Regions from separate parts of the Mus musculus genome. Here region 2 is linked to region 1. A link is a contact called in public Micro-C data. All regions are on one chromosome and are shown on one strand. The core of a region is the stretch at or near the end of the contact, and the rest is flanking DNA. Distances in the headings are between cores, read along the strand shown. Region 1 holds the start of Sv2c (synaptic vesicle glycoprotein 2c). Region 2 holds the start of Cert1 (ceramide transporter 1).

Evidence for each region. Hi-C and Micro-C count contacts between places; a contact is called where the count stands out from the background.
Region 2: a contact with region 1 is called in a Micro-C map of embryonic stem cells, with 6 times the contacts expected there. The contact joins the promoter of Cert1 here to the promoter of Sv2c in region 1. A contact is called at or near these places in 5 of 39 promoter capture datasets (cranial neural crest, embryonic stem cells, hippocampal neurons and 2 more), 4 of 484 Hi-C or Micro-C datasets (cerebral cortex and embryonic stem cells) and 4 of 115 datasets of contacts at active chromatin or transcription factors (embryonic stem cells and neural tube).

What each region holds. Positions count from the first base shown.
Region 1 is chr13:96,129,706-96,137,321 of GRCm38.p6, forward strand. Sv2c (synaptic vesicle glycoprotein 2c) reads right to left here and starts at 2,872. Exons shown (of 13, transcript NM_029210.1): 1 at 2,743-2,872. It overlaps Gm29543 (predicted gene 29543), which reads left to right and starts at 3,020. Exons shown (of 2, transcript NR_167969.1): 1 at 3,020-3,074; 2 at 3,655-4,545.
Region 2 is chr13:96,538,669-96,546,284 of GRCm38.p6, forward strand. It overlaps Cert1 (ceramide transporter 1), which reads left to right and starts at 4,067. Exons shown (of 18, transcript NM_023420.2): 1 at 4,067-4,591. The coding sequence starts at 4,496. Polk (polymerase (DNA directed), kappa) reads right to left here and starts at 3,911. Exons shown (of 15, transcript NM_012048.3): 1 at 3,659-3,911.

The sequences.
Region 1 (7,616 bases), core at 1,622-4,121:
AATCGGATGCTTTTATTCATAAAATAGTCTTCAACAAACTCATTTCAGAATGAGCGCTCACATTCCTAGTCATAAGACAATGGGTTTTCTGGCGATCATGTGACATGCGGCACAGTATGGCATCTTTTCAGTAATCACCCTGAGGCTGGGAACTGCATCTTGCTCTCTGAAGCATCATTCACATTTAAGAAACATAATAGAACAATCACCATTTTTACCTAAAATTTCTTAGGTTAATCTTTTGGTGAGGCCAGAGAAGTGAATTTCCCTGTCGTAGAGCCGTGAAGACAAATGTATTTCTCCACTACATCACCCAAAAGCAGCCAGATGTCCTCCAGACCCTTCCGACTGAGCCTGCCTTCTCCAGACAGCAGCTAATGACATTTGCGTTTAGAGTATCAGGGAAGGACTGTTGTCGGCGTGTGTCGACACTGAGCACCAAATTGCATTAAAGAAACGATGTAGGAAGTCTCCATACATTTTTTTTTTAAAGAAAACTATTTTCTTTTTCTTTTTCCTGGAAGGTGTTTATTTCATCCTTTCTTGTGCTTCCAAGGCTGTCTGATCACAACGCTGAGGAAATGAAGCCCTCCAAGGGCTGGTTTTCACTGTTCTTTGCTGTGGAGGATGAAAGCCAGCAGCTAAAATTCTAGCGGCCAATGACCATCTTTGGAGAAATAGGGAGCCAGATCTTTGCTTGGGTTTCTTGGTCACTACTACTCTCCCACTCCACTTTCTTCCCTGCTAGTCCATCTCCCTTATTCCTTTTGTCTCACATACTACAAATTTTGGGCTCATTCAGTCAAGGCATTTGCTATAGGCTTCCCAGAATGTATTTTAAATTAAAAAAAAAAAGATGGGATTTTTAATATTCTGTCAGGGAGTCCAAGATCAGCCAACAGTACTTTCAACACGAATTTTTATGGTTTAAAAAACCAAAGCGCCACTTTTTTTTCTAAGCCTTTCTCAAATCCCACTTAGATGCCAGGCCTCTGCCAAAAGCCTTAGGAAAGGATTGGCTTTAGAGAACCTGAGGAACTCAACCAAGAAAGCATTTGCTTGAAAAATTGGCCTGAGCACTAGGAAGCTTGCTAACATAAAATGAATGGACTCTGAAAGAACTGTCTTACTCCTGCTAAGGACAAAAAGTAAACTGAAAAGCGCCCCCCTCCCCGCCCGTTTTCTTAGTCAATCAGCTATGCAGGAAGGAAGGGAGTCTGACGGGAGAAAGGAACATCTGGGCATCCCTCAGAGACTTAAAAGATGTCTGGGCACCCGGGGGAATCCTGGTTGCTGAGACGACGCCTTCCCAGTGCTACCACTGCGGCACACTGCGGAGCTCTTTGCCTGCCTGCAGCCTCTGTATTGCCCGGCATCCCCTGCCACCCCTGCCGCAGTCTATCCTCCCACCCGAGTCCCTCCAGTCGCTGCCGTCTGCACAGGGCGCGCCACAGGGCATCCATCACTCCGGAGCCTTTGACGCACACACGCGCGCGCTCCCAGACAGGCTGGGTCTCCTAGCCCTCCCTCCACCGCGCCCTCCCCTTGCGGGGCTGTATTTGCATCACGCCCACACGTAGAGGGTGACGCGAGCGCCCCCCCCCCCCCGCTCCCATGGTCCAGGCGGTACTTCCAGAGCTGGTGACTCAGCTCCTCCCTCTCCGCCCCCGCGCGTGGCGGACTGAGGTTCCCGCACGCCCACAGAGATGCTCCTTGTATCTGAGGTGGGGTGCTGGCTTCCCCAGCCAAGTTCATCCCGGCATTCTAAAATCTTTCTTTCCTTCCTGGCCAGAGGCGTTCCAGTTCGCGGGAGAAAGTATTCTCGATTCTAGAGCCCAGTTGGAGAGGAAAAGTCCACCAAGAGAAGATGGTGACCTGTCGCCCATTTCCTCTTGTCCTTAAATTAGATACCTCGGTAGTAATTGTTGCTGCCATCATCATCATCATCATCATCATCATCATCATCATCATCATCATCATCATTGGGGACAGTCCCTCTCCTAAGAAATCCTCACTCTTAGATGCGCTTCGCTGCGCCCCTAGGCGCATAGTGGACGCTCGATAGGGTTTTGCTCAATAGAGGTGCAGTGTTGGAGAAGTGTTGATTCTTACAAAGGGCCACAGCAGGCTTTCCTGCTTTCAGCTTGTGTGTGTGTGTGTGTGTGTGTGTGTGTGTGTGTGTGTGTGTGTGTGTAAGAGTTTGAAAATTGACGGGTTTTCTGCTAGCCTCCCGCAGAGCCGACTGCGGCTCCCCGTGCTTTCCAACCACTTCTGCACATCTGCAGAGGGTTCCCCGCAGAAAAAGTTGAGCCAGAGGCTGCGGGGATGGCTCGCTGATAGTGGGCGCTCCCGGCTGCCTGTTTTGAATAGTCTCTCCAGCCCTCCCTGAAACTCCCCCACCCCTGCGCCCCCAAAGAAGTCGGGAGATGCCTGCAGCTGCCCACCCACCTGCCCTTGAATCCCGAACATAGCGCACCTTTAACCTGCCTCTGCCTAGTAAACCCGGGGCCACTCGACTGCCTCAGTGAGATTTCCTGCTTGCCATCCCAACACAGGTACCCAGCGGGCAGCCTGCCTCACCTGCAGCCGCTTTTCCCGGGCCAGAGCTGGCAAAGTTGCGCTAGTTGCGCTTCTGGAAGGCTGCAAAAAGTTCTCTGGTTACAACGCTGGGTCTCCCGGCACAGAAGAAAAACCTAGCACGGAACGAGCCCTTGCCACGGTTGCGGGGGACTCCTTACTCACCGTTTCAGGCGCCGGGGACCCCCTGCCCTGAGCCACCGCTCTGCACTGCAGCCGTCGCCTTGCGAGCACCCCTCCGCTTGCAGCCCGGGGCCGCCTCGGTCTGCCACTCTCTCCTGCAGCGCGCGCAGTGGTGACTCCTTTGAGCTAGTCGGCAGCGAGAGGAGGGGCGGGAAAGTGGCTCCCGGCGGCCACGCTGCGGTCCTCCTCCTTCGCCTCCTCCCTTCGGTGCTGCAGTGGCGGGCGGCGGCGTGGCTAGAGTACAAGCGATGCGCAGGGAGGGGGTTACGGCGCGCGGGGGAGGAGGGCGCTGTGCAAGGCTGGGCGAGCTCCCGGTATGATGCGGAGGTGTTGCTGCGGTTCGGGTCGGGGGTGGGGAGGGGTGCGGTGGGGGTTGGCTCCAAGTGGCAGGTACTTTTGGAGAAGTCAGAGCTCAGTTTGTAGCAGGAGGAGGAGGCGGGGTGGGGGGCGTCGATAAGGCACCCGTGCTGAATTAGTCACCGAGTGTGACTGTGCGCTGCTCGTTTGGCAGCCCCTTGGGTCGGGTCCATCAAAGCACAAGGAAATTGTTGATTGCTGGAGGCCAGTGCCTCGGGAAGGAGGGCTTTTGTTCTGTTTCTGAGCCTGGAACTGGTTAATTTTGACTAGGCTTTCCGTAAGTCAGGAGTAGCTGATCACCCCCGCCTACCCCCCAATCTCCATGCTAGCACACGAGACAAAACTTGGGGTGTAGCGGAAGGAACTCCACGTGCGGGATGTGTGTATGTGTCCCTAAACCAGGGAGGGCCAGGGAGCAGCCGGAACTCCGGGTGGGGGGATTTCTAGCATTTTTAATAGGAGAGAGAGAGAGAGAGAGAGAGAGAGAGAGAGAGAGAGAGAGAGAGAGAGAGGTGAGAATATTGCTCTTGTTCTCAGGAATGCCTTAGAGGGTGAGAAACGGCAACCTTAGCCTCACCTTAGCGCTGGGGCTGGACTATACCAACTGGAACTCATCCTGGAGAGACCACACCCAAGTATCTACTCCGTCTTGGCAGGGCAGAGCGTCATCCTGTTACCCATCCGCTCATCGGAAGGGACAAAGTGGGAAGCCAGACATCCTCATAAAGTAGACCCTACCAGCTCCGAGCTCTCGTGAAACTCGTGTACTTTGGAAGCTCCCCGACCCCCGGCAGGTGCCCGCCGCGCAATCATTACCCTTGTAATGGTAACCCCGAGGAGCGAGACAAAGCGAGGCGCTGGTGGGAGCTGCAGTGGGTAGATCTCTCACACAATCTCTCCCTGGATGAGTTCATGCGAGAGTAAATAGCCTGAAAGATTGAATAGGTGGCTAAATGCTTGGCTGTGCCGATACATAAGTAAACAATGCATGTAAATGTTTGTGTTGCTGGAGAAGAGCAGCCGGGCTCTTCAGAGATCCAGGCGGTCTGGAGGCTCTCGCTAAAGAAGCTGGTGGGGACCACGTGGACCGCCTGGGACAGATAACTCCAGCTTGCTATAATCCGTGTGTGCCACAATTCAAGATGAGATGAAGAGAGGAAAATGGAACCAGCCTCCAACCTCTGGCTGCCCCTCCTTGCTGCTCTGGCATTCCGAGACTCAGGATTCCCAGGCCCTGTTGAGCCTACAGTTTCTGGACCGATCTTTGAAAAATCCATCTGGATTGTGTGTTTTGCTTAAATGCTTTGCGGTTTGTACCACTTACTGTGGTGCTGTGAGATGAATGATTGGAATGGTTAAAAATTAACCCACTCATTTAGACATCCTTCCTGTGCATTCTTACTTAATAAACAATTATTTGGGGTAAAACATCTGTGTTGCTACCAATGTAAGATACCATGTAGGCACAGGTGTGCTCCAGCATCGGTGTGAAATTTTTAAAAACGTAAATCGTATCTGGATCTATGTGGCGTTGCAAAAGGTGCTGGTAATTCATTTACTGCCCTGATGGATACCTCTTTGAGGGCGTGCCAGTAATAGTTGCATAGTAATTTATTATTTCTCCAAATGATGGATGTATAGAGAACAATGAGATGAACCTTAAAAAACAAAACAAAACAAAACAAACAAACAAAAAACAGTTAACACACTTCCTGGTATGGGACTCTTCCTTCAACCAGTTCTTGTGGGGTCCATGGACTCTCACAGGGTGAGTGGACTTTCTAGCTCTGGATTTTCCCTTCTTGCTACATTTGAAGATAACAGCTCCTGTAGTTCCCCTAGACAGAGCTGAGCTATATATGGCATTTAAACATTGTGTCTTTGAAGTACAGGGGTTTCCTTTGGTGATGATGAGGGAGGGAGATAGCTTTCATTGGTCCCGCTGAGCACACTTACTAGCAAGTGTCAGCCATTTTTTCTCTTCTAAAAACATTGGTCTCATAGGAGCCTATGTAGGTAAAGATGCATAACTGCCCTGTAGTCACCACACCTCAGGGCTCTTGAAGTCACTACCTTTCTACCAAAAAAGAATTTCATTCAAAATTCACCTCAAAAACCAAGTCTTCCTGAGCAGCCAATAGGATCTGTCTTTGCATCCGCAAACTGGTTTCACTTTTTAGAGAAGACATACAGGTGCTATGGTTACACAAGAACCATAGTGCCTAACACAGAGTGGCCACAGAATAAGAATTATTCCTACTTCCCCCATAAATAGAGGAAAGTTTCCCAAAGCTTCTGTATGCTGCTTCCTGCAAGCTCAGAATAGCATCTGGCTTCCATGGCAGGGGTCTAGAGAGAGCCCCATACCTTTGTATCACAAGCCCCTACGTATCCAGCTCTTTTCTCTGTCACTGGGAGTCGATATCTAGCTACAGACACATACTCGTCCTGCTCTCAACACTCTTCCCAAAGATGCCCTACCACCATGCCTCTCATCAAAACTGTAATGGGGGTTCGTTTCCATGACCACAAACAGCCCAGAATCTCAACTGTGATTTACATTTACATCCTGACCCCCATACTCTGTCCCTTCCCCCATCCAGCTCTCTAGCTCTCCCTTCTAACGCATAAATGGCTAGCACAATCCTTCCTTCCATTCTCGTTCTAATGGAATCTTCCACTCTCCTCTTATTGAATTATACTGTTTCAGAAACTCAGTTTGTTAGAACCAAGACCATATATTGCAAATGACTGATGTGTCTCCAGATCTTGGTTCTGTCTCTGTCTCTCTCTCTCTCTGCTCTCTCTGTGTGTCTGTCTGTCTGTCTCTCTCTCCTCCCTTGCAATTTGCTTGGCTGGAGAGAGATCTGTTCTGTAGTTTTCTGCAGCCTGGTTGTATGCTCTTTGCATCACTTAAGTGTCCTGCTCAGGACTTCCTACAACCCACAACAGACATCTAAAGGTTTATTATATTTTTTTGACAAAACCAGTACATATAAATAGCATGTGCCATTTATATGTATCTAAGTGCAGGCTTATAAAAACAATTATTGGTAAGTATTGCTTTTGCCCCACTATTTCTTCAGGTTTTGATAAATGATGCTATTCCATTGACCATTTCTCAGATACCTATTCTCCTAACCTCTTGAGAGATGCTTGAGTACTGGGTGTAGTGGCTTACACTGTTGATCTCAGCTTGGGAGGTAGAGTCAGTCAGATCCTCTGGGAGTTAGATGTCAGCCTGGCCTACATGGCACGTTCAAGGCCAACTAGGGCAACATTGTGAGACCCTGCCTCAATTAAAATAAAATAAAATGACCAATATGACCAATATGGTAAACAATATCTCCAAGAGTTGGAAGAAGAAAATACAAAATCCAGGACTTGAACAACCAAACCTAATAGAGGAAGCGCTGGCCACCACTCACTATGAGCAACCTTAGTCAGCTTTCCGTCACTGTAACAAAATCTCAAATGTTATCAACTTATCGAGATAAAGTGTTTATTTGCCTCAGAGCTCTCCAGGTTTTGGTCTGTGATCCACTGCCCTTGCTCTGGGCCTGTATCATGGCAGCACACCACAGTGGAAGCACGCGGTGGGCCAGGACTCAAGGTGAACAAGGAAGGATCCAGTCCCCGCCCCCCCTGCCCCCCCAGTCCTCTTGGACACATTCCCAGCTGCCCAGTGACTTCTCACAAGCTACACCTTCTACAGGTGTCATTGTCTTCCATTATTTCTGCCTTATAGAACAATCTTTTAACATATTGATCTCAGCGGGAGAGGGTGTGCCTAGCCCGGCTGGGACCAGATGCCCCAGGGTGGAGTGATTCTCTTCCCTGAGGAGAAGGGAAAGGGACAATGATGGGAAGGCTTTGTAAGGGGATTGGGAAGAGAGGAGGGATTGGGATGTAAAGTGAATAAAAAAGTTATAAAAAAATTAAGATTGAAAAAAATTAAAAATTAAAAAAAAAAGAAACCAATGCCATGGGGGAGAAAACAAATGGTCCTTTGAGGGACTTGCAGGCTCCAAACAACGGGACTCCCCAAAGGCACTCACTATGAGTATAAGGGAAACCAGATGTCAACCCTCACTACCGTCCATTGCAATAGGACCTGCTGAATGTGTTGCTTTAGGTGGAAGTCAAAAAGATCGTGGACATGAAGGAGGGGTAAACAGACTTATTTAAGAAAATTTTGGTGAATGCTAGTTGTAAATGTTTGTATCCCCAAATTCTGTTATTTTGCATAACTGTTTTTAAGCAAATGCAAAACTATGACATGTGCAAAACTGGTAGGCACATACTTTGCATTTCCTGATAATAATGGACAAATCCTTTCTGGGGGATCCCTCTTACAGCCTAGAAACGAACAAAACAAAAAGTCCCACAGATATTTTAAATAAAAGGTGACAATAAATACACAATAGATAATGTGCTCTAGGGACATCACCATGAAGGAGAGCCAGCTACACAACAGAAGAATCTGCGATCTCAAAGAC
Region 2 (7,616 bases), core at 2,817-5,316, 410 kb after region 1:
TCATCACTCTCTATTGTTAATCAGTAAAACAGCTCTAGGGATTTTTTATTTCCAACACCTCTAGGGATTTTGGCTTCTAGATGTTGGCAGTGGAATACAAGGCACAAGAAGGCCTGGGATTGCTATTGGTGTAGAAGAACCAGGGGAAAGAGTTGAGGGAAAACTCCACTGGTGTGAGAATGAACTCTGAAGTCTGGATGCTTGGGGCTCAGCCCTCAAATACATCTTTACTATGACTTTTTGGAAGAAAAATTTAACCTTTCTGCGGTTAAGCTTCTTCACATAAAATATTATAAATAGAAGGTAATAATGAACTCTAAAGAACTGGTGTTGGGCAAAAACAAGGCAGTAGATGAGGAAAATGGGAAATGCTAAATATCAGTGCCTGAATTAAAAGCATTGTGGCATGTATACCTTATCTATTGAATTCATTGTTTTATATAGTGGCTTGGAGGCACTCATCTATAGAATCATTTTTATACACTGCCTCCCAGTGTGGTATTAAGAAGCACAGAAAAGGGTTTATTTGGACTTGAAACTAGAAGACTTAGGTTCAAAAAGCAGAAAGGGGTTTATATAAACTTGGACATAAAAGAGACTTAGAGACGTAGGTTCAAATCTTAACTCTGCCACTTAGTAGCCATGGGACACTGGGTAAGTTACTCAGCCTCACGGTGCTTCAGTTCATTATCCTTTATGGGATAACAGGACCAACAATGCTCCACTCACATGACTTTTAAGGTAAAAGTCAGATCACATATTTAAGGTATCTGGCTGACACAAATAATACTGTGTGGATATGATTTCTTTACCAATTAAGTGCAGTCACAATTCAAATCTTTATACTTACTTATTTTCTGTATCTGTGTTTTAATGACTGAATATTTTCATATGGATATGTGTATATGTACTAACAGGTATGTGTGAACATGCATGTGTGTGTGTGTGTGTGTGTGTGTGTGTGTGTGACTGTAGAGACTAGGACAACTTTGAGTAGTTTCCTTAATTGCTTTCCACCTTGTTTTTAGGGACAAGGAAGGTCTCTCACATAGCTTGGGAATGCATGATTTCAGCTGGGCTGGCAGGCTAGTGAGCTCTAGGGATGCACGTGTCCCACCCAGACAGGTCTGGAACTACAGGCGTGCACCACCCTGCCTGGCATGTCCATGGGGATTAGGGATGGGAACTCAGGTCCTTGTGTTTGAGCAACATCTTTCCAGCACCAAATCTTCCCACAATTTCTCAACTAATTCAATTAGCTACTTTCATATCCTTTTGGAAAATCTAAAACATTTTTAGAAAAATAAAAAAGACCAGGACAATTTCTTCATTGAATATATAAAAGCAAACAGCAATTAAATCAATACAGTATTGGTATAGCTATAAATATATCAAAGGAAAAGAATGAAGCCCAGTAGCAGGGCTATACATCGGGGTTTGTATATGTCATAAAGGTGGCATATCTGTGTAAGAGTAAGAATAGACTGTTCAGGATGGTTGCTGATGATACACACCTTTAATTGCACAGCACTTGAGAGGCACAGACAGGTGGATCTCTGAGTTCAAGGCCAGCCTGGTCCACAAAGCAAGTTCCAGGACAGCCAGGGCTACACGAAGAAATCCTGTCTCTAAAAACCAAACCAAACCAAACCAAACCAAACCAAACCAAACCAAACCGAAAAAAAAAAGTGTATTTTTGCCGGGCATGGTGGCACACTCCTTAAATCCCAGCACTCGGGAGGCAGAGGCAGACGGATTTCTGAGTTCGAGGACAGCCTGGTCTACAAAGTGAGTTCCAGGACAGCCAGGGCTACACAGAGAAACCCTGTCTCAAACCCCCCCCCCAACCCCACACACACCCAAAAACCCCCAAATCACTGAACAACCAACCAACTAAAACAATAATAGCAACCCCCCAAAACAAACAAACAAACAAACAAACAAACAAAGAATAGTCTTTAATAAAATGCCAGGTCCAAATGCCCAGTTGCAAAAAACCAAAAACCAACAATTAATTTCTTACTTCATTCTACACACTAAAGTAAACCCCATATTTTACAAGATCTAAAAATTAAGCTAATGAAAATGAGGAGCACTGCACAAGGATTAGAAAAGGCCCTATGTAAGACAGACAGCTGGACAGCGGCCATTTTTATTATGAAATAAAGAAAGCTTGTACCCTTCATTCCGGCATGGCTACTGCAGGGCACTGCTTTCTGCTAACAGTAATAATGCAAACCATAATTTCTAATGTGGTAATCTAATCACTAGACAAAAATCTTCCTGTACTTAAAATATCTTAGCCTCTAGTACAAAGGACCCATGCAACGGAGGCAATTTCTCAAACATTAACACTAAATACAAGGAAGCAATTTTCAACTGAGCAAGCAGGAGCTGGGTGTTGGTGGTCACAATTACTCAAAACCTAAATGAGTCACCAAATAAATTGAAGGTTCTTTTTAGAAATTAAACATAACACTGTTTCTGTGATTCTAAATTGCATTGTGAGGTGAGTTCCTCAATATTTACAACCACTTTCTTTAAGAGCAGTGATTCTAAAACCTAGCACAAGAATCAGAAATTCTATTCATATCTGACTTAGTAAGCAAAGCAAACTATCTAAATGCATACTCTTGTAATTTACAAAGTGGTTTGCCCTCTTCTCTCTCTCTCTCTCTCTCTCTCTCTGTGTGTGTGTGTGTGTGTGTGTACATATATCTCCTTGGGCTATGTTTTAACACCCTGATAAGGTATTCTTAAAATCTTTATCTCTTAAGGTTTTATTCATTTGAATATCTTTCAGTTATGTTTGTCATGATTTTACGATGGAAAATCATTTGTATCTGACATACAGTAGACTTAGATTCTACTGCATTTAGTCTCCAGGAATGCTTCTACACAAGAACTTCTCAGGGCTACTTCCTGTCATGTGGAGTGTAGGACTCTTCGATTGCTCCCAGAGTTTTTGTTTGTTTTGTTTGTTTGTTTTTTCTTAGTCATTGTGCCTTAACACCCCACCCTACCCCCAAACACTCAAAATTTCTTACTTTTCCATCTGGGTAGCAGGTAGAAATTCTTTCTGCAGTTAAATAAGGAATTTCAAAGTTGGAAATGATCAGGAATTTGATAGCTACCTATTGCCTAATTCCTTATTATTTAGTAAAACTCGCATTTTGATCTTAATGATAGAAAGTTTCTATCCAAGTTATCCTGTCTTCCGGGGAGGAAAAAGATGGTTAACATGGGTCTCCGGGGAGATACTTGTTCACAACTAAGAGAAAACTTCAGGATATAATATGACCCTAATTTCCTTTTTAAGAAGTTCTTTAAACGTTATTTGTTCTCTGACAACCTCAACATTAATTGCACGAGATAAAAATTCTATAAATTAACAGTGAGAAAATAGTCTGAAGGAATTCTTCCTCCAACAGCAGTAAACGTCAAATATTAAGTCTACTTCCGAAGACATAGACAGTAGTCCTTCGGAATTAACAGTGACGGTTTTAGAGAGGAAGCAAATCTTCAGTTTGCGACTGGAGAGATCATAAACTCCTAACCTGAGTGAAGCGACGGAGTCCCTATCATTTTTGCCCAGGCAAGTTGCAAAGATGTTCCCGGGCTTTCCGGAAAGCAGCGTCGCACAGCCCACCATCCTCACCTGAGGGTTCTCACGTCCCGGCTCGCTGGCTCGTCACAAACACGCAAGGCAGAATCGGAAGCCAGGCTGGACGGAAAGGGGCACGCAACTCTCAAAAGAAGCCCACTTGCCTTCAGAAGGTTCCCCTAGGCAACCAGCCTTTAGGCGCGCCCAGGACACACACCAGTTGCCTAGGATTGCGACTACAACTCCCAGGAGGCTGCGCGGCGGACGGAGCGCCAGCCTTCCCAGAATGCAGCGCAGCGGCTTCCCTGTTCAGCTTTCTCCTCTCCCGGCTCCGCCTCCTTCCCTACCCGTCGTCACCCGGGAGGGCCGGAGGTAGGGAGCGTCGCGAGCCGCCGGGAGGGGCCCGGGGCGGGGTGGAGGGAGGATGGGAGGACGGAGGGGAGGGAGCTGAGAGAGGAGGGAGGGTAAATAGTGGACCCGGCAGGAAGATGGCGGCTGTAGCGGAGGTGTGAGTGAGTGGATCTGGGTCTCTGCCGTTGGCTTGGCTCTTCCCGTCTTCCTCCCCTCCTCCCTCCCTGACTGAGGTTGGCATCTAGGGGGCCGAGTTCAGGTGGCGGCGCCGGGCGCAGCGCAGGGGTCACGGCCACGGCGGCTGACGGCTGGAAGGGCAGGCTTTCTTCGCCGCTCGTCCTCCTTCCCCGGTCCGCTCGGTGTCAGGCGCGGCGGCGGCGGCGCGGCGGGCGCGCTTCGTCCCTCTTCCTGTTCCCTCACTCCCCGGAGCGGGCTCTCTTGGCGGTGCCATCCCCCGACCCTTCACCCCAGGGACTAGGCGCCTGCACTGGCGCAGCTCGCGGAGCGGGGGCCGGTCTCCTGCTCGGCTGTCGCGTCTCCATGTCGGATAACCAGAGCTGGAACTCGTCGGGCTCGGAGGAGGATCCGGAGACGGAGTCCGGGCCGCCTGTGGAGCGCTGCGGGGTCCTCAGCAAGGTGAGCTGCCCCGCGGGGACCGTGGATCCGCTGCCGGGACTCACCTGCCGCGAGGCGAGGGGGAGCCGCTCGGGACCTGGGGTGGGGCTGGACTGGAGGCACCGACTGTCCCGGGGCGGGGGCTGCGGAATGTGCTGGGGTGCGGGGCCGAAAGGTCGTCTTGGAATGAGTGCCTGGCCAGGGATGGGATAGGAGGTGCTTGGGACTGTCCTTACCGCTAGCCCCCCAATTCCTGGATCCTGTCAGCTTTGGCGGAGGACCTTGGAAAGCTTGTATTAAATCCGTGATCTAGTTCGGGAGGCAAGGTGCATCTGGTAACTTGGAACCCAAGGCCGCAGCTGTCTGGGGTGTAGGAATCTGGGTTGGGCAACCCGTGGTGTCTGAAGAAGTGCTGGGCAGGAGGGCGGTGAAATCGACCTTTCAGACTGTATTTTGGAGGCCCCTACCAGAATGGGGGCAGGTGCTGTTCGGCTCTTAATTGGTGTAACTTAGGCAAACCAGTTGACTGGGTTTGGCCTTGAAATCTGAGATAGTAAACTTTGAGGTGTGAGTGATCTTTGGTGTAGGAAGCGTGTGCGGCACTTTTGTACCTTACCCCCTCCTTGTCCAAGTTCAGAAAAGAGCTATTGAATTGGCAAGCTGTGGATAAGAAATATTAATAGTAAGTTGGAACGTGTCAGAAGGAAGACCGACCTTTAGTTCAGGAAAAGGAGCGTTATTTAGTAATGCAGTATTTGTACAGAAAGGAAAGACATTTTTTGTTTTGTTTTGCCTCTGTACTTTTAAAAGCACCGTTTCAGCTTTCTTTCTTTCTTTCTTTCTTTCTTTCTTTCTTTCTTTCTTTCCTTTAAGCCTAGATAGAATTTATAGGGCTGGAAATAAGTGATCTTGTTAATATTTCACAGTGTGTTGTATTTTACGTTTTTGTTGTGGGAAGACTCAGTCTTTATGACTTCCCAGTCCTTTCCTGTTAAACTTTAAGAAATGCTTAGAGCAAGCAGTTAGTTTCCAGAGGGAGAATCAGGGCTGGTCCCTTAACAAGCTGGTCATAAGATACTAAGTCATGTGCTAATGCCCATTAAGAAATCATTCTGCTTCTAGTGTTCTTGAACATCATTTCTGGAATTGTCTGAAATTTAGGCTATTAAAGTATCTACAGTGTCCTAGATTGAAAAGGCCTGGGATAGACTTAAGAATGCCAGATGCAAGGCTTCCAAGTGTTAACTTTTATTTACATAGTAGAAAATTATGTTGTATTTAATTCTGTGATTATTTTTGAAATTTTATTGTGATGGTTTCAGTATTGCATCTTTATAATTTAAGAATCTACTAAACACATTGTGTAATACATTTGCATTTTCTCTTTTTAAGATTTGTTTATTTATTAAAGATTTATTTATTATTACACATAAGAACACTGTAGCTGTCTTCAAACATACCAGAAGAGGGCGCCAGATCTCATTACGGGTGGTTATGAGCCACCATGTGGTTGCTGGGATTTGAACTCAGGACCTTCAGAAGAGCAGTCAGTACTCTTAACCACTGAGCCTTCTCTCCAGCCCCACATTTGCATTTTCAAATGGTTATAAAATGGGTTCTTTGTCTCTCCTGATTTTGATAGTCTCAATTCATTGTCATTAGATGAGAACCAGACTGCCGTATTAGTTTTTTGTTCAAGTATTTTATGAAGCAAGTTACACTTTTGACTTGTTTGTTTGAGACAGGGTTTCCGCTGTCTAGCAATAGCTGTCCTAGAACTCACTTTGTAGACCAGGCCGGCCTTAAACTCACAGAGATCCACCTGCCTCTGCTTCCCTAATGCTGGGATTAAAGGTGTGGACCTCTGATGCCCGGCTTATTTTTGACTTGTTGATCATCACTTTTTGGATGTTGAACGATTGTAATGACCAATTAATAAAAAGTCATAAGCTCTGTGACCTACTATTGTACAGAGCAGTGTATGAAGTATAATGTGAATCTGAACCTGGGACATGACAGAGTTGTGTTTACTTAATCCTAGCACCTAGGTTGCTGAAACAGGAGGATTGCAAGTTTCAAGCCAACCAACCTACCTATCTACAAAAGGCTTTGTCTCGCAAAATCATTTTTAAAGTAGGATCCTATTTGGCTATGTCCGTGAAAGGGGAGTTGTTTTAATTTTGACTGTTTGTATATATACAACCAACAGTAGTAAAACTTTATTAACAGCTGTAAAGAAAAATTTCCTAAAATTTAAGAATTTATGGGAGGCAGAGGCAGGTGAATATCTGTGAATTCCAGGCCAGCTGATCTACATAGTGAGTTCCAGGACAGATAGAGCTACATAGTAAGACCCTGTCTTGAAAAAAAAATATGTGTATATACATGCATATATATAGTTCTATATGTGTGTGTGTGTATAATTATACCTAATGTTTTACAGAGATTTTTATTTTATATGTGTACATGTTTATGTATGCATATGTGTACCCCTGCTTGGAGACCAGAGATTTAAACTGAGTGCCTTTCTCAGTCTTCTGCCTTGTTCTTCTAGACAGGGTCTCTCACCAATCCTAAAGCTTGCCATTTAGCTAGACTGGTTTTAGTCAACAAGCTCCAGAGTTCCTCCTGTTCCACCTCCCCATTCCTAAGATGATAAGCATATGCCACTACTGAGCCTGGAGTTCTTCTGTGGATGTTAGGGACCAAACTCAAAGTCTTCATGCTTGCTTAGCAAGTGCTTCACAGTCATATGTCTAGTTTCTATTTTCTAAAAGTTGCTTTGTTTAGTTTTGGACATTGTTAGAGAGCAAACCCAGTGGCATCACGAATGCTAGGCCAGTATTCTGCTGTACTATGTATGGCTGCAGCCCCAGTAAAGGAACCTTATACTGAATAAGTCCATGCACACTGGATGATGCATGCTTTTAAGATTAAAGTCTTTTGAAATTTGAACCCTCTGTTATTTACCTGATAATTTAAGCAAGAGTTAGTTTTCAACATCTGTTCTTTTCCTTTTGATGAATTATGTAGATAAGTTCTAATA